Linked DNA regions of Mus musculus: region 2 is linked to region 1. A link is a contact called in public promoter capture Hi-C data. All regions are on one chromosome and are shown on one strand. The core of a region is the stretch at or near the end of the contact, and the rest is flanking DNA. Distances in the headings are between cores, read along the strand shown. Region 1 holds the start of Snupn (snurportin 1). Region 2 overlaps Ptpn9 (protein tyrosine phosphatase, non-receptor type 9).

Evidence for each region. Promoter capture Hi-C pulls out the DNA fragments that hold promoters and counts their contacts.
Region 2: a promoter capture Hi-C map of liver shows a contact between it and region 1, with 2.5 times the contacts expected there. The contact joins the enhancer-like site here to the promoter of Snupn in region 1. A contact is called at or near these places in 11 of 39 promoter capture datasets (the 3T3-L1 cell line, 3T3-L1-derived adipocytes, the C10 cell line and 7 more), 12 of 484 Hi-C or Micro-C datasets (ECoMG myeloid progenitors, LSK cells, Sertoli cells and 8 more), 7 of 115 datasets of contacts at active chromatin or transcription factors (the HPC-7 cell line, the SCID.adh cell line, bone marrow-derived macrophages and 3 more) and 4 of 9 other capture datasets (adipose tissue, liver, macrophages and 1 more).

Annotation. Positions count from the first base shown.
Region 1 is chr9:56,949,161-56,952,808 of GRCm38.p6, reverse strand. Snupn (snurportin 1) reads right to left here and starts at 1,901. Exons shown (of 9, transcript NM_178374.4): 1 at 1,856-1,901.
Region 2 is chr9:57,016,170-57,019,817 of GRCm38.p6, reverse strand. The region is part of intron 1 of Ptpn9 (protein tyrosine phosphatase, non-receptor type 9); the gene reads right to left. Among named protein-coding and RNA genes, the nearest start is that of Ptpn9, 23 kb to the right of the region's middle. Within about 2 kb of position 1,952, at least 23 of the 459 cell types and tissues checked have an H3K27ac peak or open chromatin away from gene starts, as enhancers often do. A contact at or near this core is called in Sertoli cells and liver, where this site is marked.

The sequences.
Region 1 (3,648 bases), core at 652-3,151:
AGTCAGTCTCAGATTCTTAGGGAATTCTAGATATGTGTGGGTCTATTGAGACCCTGTCTCAAAAAAAAAAAAAAAAAAAAAAAAACAGGCTGGAGAAATGGCTCAGGAGCTAGGAGCACTTGTCACTCTTACGGAGGAATTAGATTCAATCCCCAGCACCAACACAGTGGCTCACAACAAATCTGATACTCTCTTCTGGCCTCTGTGAGCACTAGACAAGCACATGGCACACATACATATAGTGAGGCACGTAATAAACTAAATCGTTTTTTAAAGGGGGTAGCTGGAATTATAACTCAATAGAGGAGTGTTTCCATTGCATGTGTGATGTCCCTAGGTCCAATTCCCAGTTCTGCAATCTGGTCCGTCAATGTAGCTAAGCAGCTGGCTTTGTAGCCCAGTGACAGTGCTTGGTTTTGATTGATTTGGGGATGGAGTGAGGTTAGTGAGCATCTTAACCATTCAAATATACAGTTCTGCAGTGGGAAGTACCTTTACACTGTTATCAACTGTTTCCATCTTGCAAGAATGCACAGGACAGGATAGGACAGGGTGGAAGGGTACTGGAGAGATGGTTCAGCCATTAGGTTAAAAGTACTGGTTGCGGGGCTGGAGAGATGGCTTGGCGGTTCAGAGCACTGACTGCTCTGCCAGAGGTCCTGAGTTCAATTCCCAGCAACCACATGGTGGCTCACAACCATCTGTAATGAGATCTGATGCACTCTTCTAGTGTGTGTCTGAAGACAGTTGCAGTGTACTCATATAAATAAAAATAAATAAATCTTAAAAACACACACAGCACTAGTTAAAAAAAAAAAAAAAAAAGAGAGTACTGGTTGCTCTTCCAGAGGACCTGGGTTTCATGTGGTAATTCATGACCACCTGTAAACCAATTCCAGGGAACTAACTGGAACTCTCTTCTGACTTTCTTCCCAGCATGGCACCCATGTGGTGTGCAGACATGTAGGCAAAACACACATACACATATGCATATAGGAAAATAAACAAATAAAAGAACAAAGGATGGTGCCATACCTCCACTTGGTAAAGTACTTGCCAAAGTGCGCACCATATTTGCACCAAGCCTTGGGTCTGAAACCCAGGAGAAAAAGAAGAAAGCTGCATTCCTATATCCTAAGACATTAAAAATACTTTTTTTTTTTTCTGTTTTGTTTTGTTTTGGGGACAGGTTTTCTGTCCTGGAACTCTCCTTGTAGTCCAGGCTGGCCTCGAACTCATAGAGACCTGCCTGCCTTCTGAGTGCTGAGATTAAAGGTATGCAACCACCACACCCGGCTAAGAATACTTTCTAAGAAAATTTGTTAAAAGTGACTATTATCAGTGTGGATTTAAGGTGTGCATCAGAGTGTTTGTAAAATAACCGGGAGTATTCAGTAGATAATTACTGAGCTTCCCCGTCAAGGTATCCTGAAGTATGCCATAGAAATGATCCCTAACAGGACCTTACGTGTCATACACCTGCAATGGCAGCAAGGCAGGAGGCCGAGGAAAAGAAGCGAACTAATTCCTAAGTGTCAGGCTCACCCAAGCCTCTTCTCCAGCCCAATAGATGCTCCCACCACACGTCCGTGAACTCTGCCGCCCTCCCCGCTACTGTCTCTCTAGCAATGGAGTCGTTTGTCTTTCGGTTACAGAATTCTCCCTGCCACACATAAATGTTCCTCATGAGTTTGAGCCAGACTGCCTGGAATACAACGACAAAAATATGGCCAAGTCCAAGTCCCCAAGACTGGCCAGCCTCCCCAGGTAACGGCTGCGAAGCCAGCCCTGGGTCATCAGAAGAAGTTTGAGCTTGCGGCTGAGAGAACGCCAAACTAGACAGGGCCAGACTTACCGCACGTCCGTACCACTCGCGCACGCCGCCAGTGCCTGTGCCGACTGACCAATTAGGTGCCTTAGCGGAGCTAGACACGCCCCGCTCAAGCTTGCACTCGAACTTCCGGCTCCGCCTACCGTGGTGCATCGCGGGAGTTGAGTCGGGCAGGACATTACTTCCGCCCTGAACTGAGCGACTCTTCTCCCTAGGGAGGGGCTTCCAGATTTGGTTTAGGCTTTTTCGGGATTCTAGCGAGATTGTCCGCGATACGGAGCCTTCAGTACTGATCGCAAACTTGCCCCGGATCCTTTCACTGACAAAACCGTGACTTCGTGGCCGCCACCTCTCCGGGTGTGCCCAAACTCGAGAGTTGCACTGACAGCCCTTTTGTCTTGCTTGTGCGATTTTCTGAATGGCTTTCAGGTTTCGAACTAATAAACGTTTCTTCCCTTCCTTTTTCCTTTCCCTTTCTTTCTTTCTTTCTTTCTTTCTTTCTTTCTTTCTTTCTTTCTTTCTTTCTCTTTCTTTCTTTCTTTCTCTCTCTCTTTCTCTCTCTCCTTTCTCTCTCTTCTCTCTTTCTTTCTTTTTCTTTCTTTCTTTCTTTCTTTCTTTCTCTCTCTTTCTCTTTCTCTCTCTCTTTCTCTCTCTTTCTCTCTCTCTTCCTCTCTCTCTCTCTCTCTCTCTCTCTCTCTCTCTCTCTCTCTCTTTCTTTGTATAGCCCTGGCTGTCCTGGAACTCACTTTGTAGACCAGGCTGGCCTCGAACTCTGAAATCCGCCTGCTTCTGCCTCCCGAGTGCTGGGATTAAAGGCGTGCAGGCGTGCGCCACCACTGCTATCCCTATTCTCCTTTCTAACATGACGCGGAAAGGGACCTGGCTCGATTCCTGATAGGTAACGTTCAGCATTTGAGTGCAGCACTTAGTCCGGTTTGAAAGTAGTTACATGAGTGACCGAGATTTAGGAGACCCTAAGCAAACCCATACATCGTGTCTGCAGGGTAAGACTTCTAGCATGTAAAATGAAAACAGGACTTGCTACTTAATGCTTATAATGTGAGCCAGATGCGTTGCTTCTAACACCTCAATGAACTGGGGTGTGGCTAGGGATGTTGCTCAGCAATCAATGTGTTTGTATAGCCTGCGCTAAACTTGCAGTGGCACCACCCTGTAATCGAACAACAGGGGGTGAAAGCAGGACTGGCTGGTAGTGCTAGCACATGCCTTTAATGCCAGCTTTCAAGAGGCAGAGAAAGGCAGATCTCTAAGTTAAAGGACAGCCTGGTCTGCAGAGTTCCTGGAAAGTCAGGAGCCCTGTGGGTGGTGGTGGGGGAGTAATTTGGCCAGGGTTGTCAGGAACCATAATGGGACAAGCTAATAACTAGCAGTTGATCATCCTGAAGTGGCCTGCTTCGGATTATTATTATTTTTTCTTTTCTTTTTTTTTTTTTTTTTTTTTGGTTTTTCGAGACAGGGTTTCTCTGTATAGCCCTGGCTGTCCTGGAACTCACTTTGTAGACCAGGCTGGCCTCGAACTCAGAAATCCGCCTGCCTCTGCCTCCCAAGTGCTGGAATTAAAGGCGTGCGCCACCACCACCCGGCTCGGATTATTATATAATTTGTGACAGGTGAGCCCTTATTAAGCGAGGCTGTAAGGGACTCATTTTAGGAGAGATTCCTGCTATTAATATGCTTCTCCTGTTATTATTAAATATATATAACAATCACTAAGTAGTAGCACACCCCTTTGGAGTAGATCTCTGTAAATCAACGAAGTTGTACTATCTTCTAGTGATGCTATATAGACAAATAGA
Region 2 (3,648 bases), core at 703-3,202, 67 kb before region 1:
ATTTTTTTCCCCAAATGAGACTCTTTTACATATCAAGTTTTAGGCCAGTCTGGTCTATATGAAATTCCATCTAAAAAAAAGTAGGAGGAAGAAGGGGAGCTAGAAAGACGACTCAACAGGAAAAGGCACTTGCCTCTAGCTCAATTGCCAGGTCCCATATGGCGGACCCTGCAAACTGTCCTCTGAACCCCACGTGCCATGGAATTGTATGTATGCACACCGACAAATAAATAAATAAAAGTAATTTTAAATTTTAATTTAAAAACATTGTCTTAGGTTTTACTGCTGTGAATAGACACCATGACCAAGGCAACTCTTACAGGGAGAACATTTATTTGGGGCTAGTTTACAGGTTAAGAGATTCAGTCCATGATCATCAAGGTGGAAGCATGGCAGCGTCCAGACAGGAAGAGTACAGGTAGAGCTGAGAGTTCTGCGTCTTCATCTGAAAACTGCTAGAAGAAGACCAGCTTCCAGGCAGCTAGGACAAGAGTCTTAAAGCCCACGCCTACAGTGACACCCCTACTCCAACAAGGCTGCACCTCCTAATAGTGCCACTTATATAAACTATCATAAAGGTTACATTTATATAGTCTTAGTCTTTACTGCTTAGGATAAAAAGTACAGCCAGTTCAGAGAGAGGACACAGCATTGGCATGCATGAAGGAGTAATGAGAAACCCCTCCTAGGAGGTGGGATTAGAGAACTCTGCTAGGACCCGACTTCAGCCAAAATATCTATTTTTTTTCATTTTAGAATTATTTAAATTGAGATATTATGCATGTATATTCTGAGTACCTAAAAGATCTCTGCATTGCTATTCTGTTCTAACTATTTTGAAACTTTTCTTGATTATTAATCCAGAAAATGATGACATTTCTGAATTTTAACTATACCCATATTATCAATCAACTCAGTTATGAAGTATCTACTCAGGTGGGCATAGTAGCACTCAGGAGGCAAAGAGAGGCAGGAGGATCTCTTGTGAACTTGAAGCCAGCATGGTGTATATAGTGAGTCCCACGACAGCAATGGTTACATAATGAGTGTCTGTCTCAAAAAATAAAACAACAAAAAGATGGATTTACTCATAGAAAGGCATATTTTTTTCTTAACCTATGCCAAGGAAAAATATATAACTGAAGCTGCGCTGGGCAGTGGTGGCGCACGCCTTTAATCCCAGCACTCGGGAGGCAGAGGCAGGCGGATTTCTGAGTTCAAGGCCAGCCTGTTCTACAGAGTGAGTTCCAGGACAGCCAGGGCTACACAGAGAAACCCTGTCTCGAAAAATCCAAAACCAAACCAAAGCAAAACAAAACAAAACAAAAACCTGAAGCTGCTTCAGAGGTGTAAGGCCCAAACTACTATGTGACTATGGACTGGGGAAATCTCTCTTCACTAATTTTTCAGTTGAAAAATAGGGACTATGCATTGTACACACCACAGTCCCAGCATAGAGGCAGGTAGATCTCTAGGAGTTTGGGGTCGTTCTGTTCTACATATCAAGTGTGATAGACAGGATAATGTAATTCAGACCCAGCCTCAAGGGGGAAAAAAAGAAAGAAAAGTAAGTGTTATACATGCCTGTAATTTCATCATTCACAAAGCAAAGAACGGCAAAAGAATTAATTGGCCCCAAGTTCTAAGACACCCTGGTCTACACAGCCAGGCTAAGAACTACATAGAGAAATCCCATTTCAAAGTTGGAGAAAAGAAAGAGGAAAGGAGGGGAAGAAACGGAGTTGGGTGTAGTGGGATATACTTGTTTCCCCAGCATTTGGGGAGGGGAAGCAGGAGGGTCAGGGGTTTGAAGCTCTCCTAGGCTCTAAAGGACTGAGTCATAGGAGACACTGTCAAACAAACAAAAAGAAAACAAGGGGGAAAGGCTAAGGGCTATGACCTACTTCAGAGACTTGGCAACAATTCTCCCTTGCAAATCTAATTCAAATTGCTACATACTGTTTAAACAACTATCAAACTAGAATCCCAGGAGGGTCAGGTTACCTTACAACACAGCACCTGATTCATACTCAATTTTCTAGGAAAACACAAAGGACATTTATAAACCAGGGGAAAGTCCAAGGCCTGGAGTGCAGTTGAGTTTTTGAGCCTTGCAACTGAGGAAATGTAACTTATACCACTTCAGAAAGAGAAGTAGAAAAACTTAACCAAGCACAGAGCCGAAAAGAGTCAAGAAACAGACCATGATGAAAAGCTTTCAAAGATCACACTGTCCCACAACCAGCTGATGCCAGACCACAGAACTGAGTCTCAGAGAAGACAACAGAACAAACTTAGAATGCTCCCCAAGAACATTTGTGTTCTATCTGTAGAGTGGCCAGCATCAGAATGAGGAAAGAAAGAAAAGAATAAAAGCAGGCACGGATGCCTAAACAAAGCCCCAGTCAGTCAGGAAGGTCCTCAAGAACTTCTCAAATGGGGTATGCTTTTTGGTGAATACATCACCTTTGACTCTTTCTTGAAAGGGTCTCACTGTGTAGCTCTGGCAGCTGGAAACTCACTATGTAGACCAGGCTGTTATGGAACTCAGAGATCTTCCTATCTCTGCACCCCAAATGCTGGGATTAAATGCATTTGCAGCCACATCCAGTTTAACACATTACCTTTTGAATCTAGTATTTATTTATTTATTTATTTATTTATTTATTTATTGTATATGAATACACTGTAGCTGTCTTCAGACACACCAGAAGAGGGCCTCAGATCCCATTACAGAAAGTTGTGAGCCATCATGTGGTGCTGGGAATTGAACTCAGGACCTCTGGAAGAGCAGTCAGTGCTCTTACCACTGAGCCATCTCTCTAGCCCCTAAATCTAGTTTTGCAATGTACTTCTAATATTGTTTGCAAATAAAACACTAGAGTAAAAAGAACATACCTTTCTCACTGCTTAGCTGTATGAACATGCATGGAACATTGTACAGGTAGAAAGAAGAAATCTGAATGACCAGAAGGAGATATGATCAATAAATACTCAACTGGTAAGATGACCCTTCATTGTGATAAATCATGCTGTAGAAGCCTGTTAGGTGAGACTTACTATGGAGATGACAACCAAATGTCTATTTATTCCAGAAAAGTAACCAACTACATATGAAAGTGACTACACAAAGTTCAATTTGGTAAGCAAATTAGTTTATTGGGATTAGTTACAGGAGCAGAGACAAATTAATTTAAAGGCAGCTGTACTACCCTCAACCTGGATTATAACACTGAAAAGCTGCATCCCTACAGCTCTATGTACTACTTTCATGCAGCACAACAGGTTAGAAAGCTTCATCCTGGCAGCTCAGCCTCCTGTCTTACCTCTAGCAACTGCCTGTTCCTACTTCTATAAGGTAGAAAAAGGGAAAACATTTCTGTGTATCTTGTTAGTTTCAGGAACTTTTTGAGACTTGTGAGTTGTTTACTTCCCTAGTCTCATGAATCTCTTCTCATTCCTGGAAGGAATGTTTCAACTTAGATCTTTAAACTTCTTGAGCCTTAAGAAACCTCCCTTTAGAACAGCAGTTCTCATCCTTCCTAATGCAGTTCCTTCTTTTAATACAGTTCCTCATGTTGTGGTGACCCTCCCACACCATAGAATTATTTCAGTGCTACTTCAATAGCTGTAATTTTGCTACTGTTA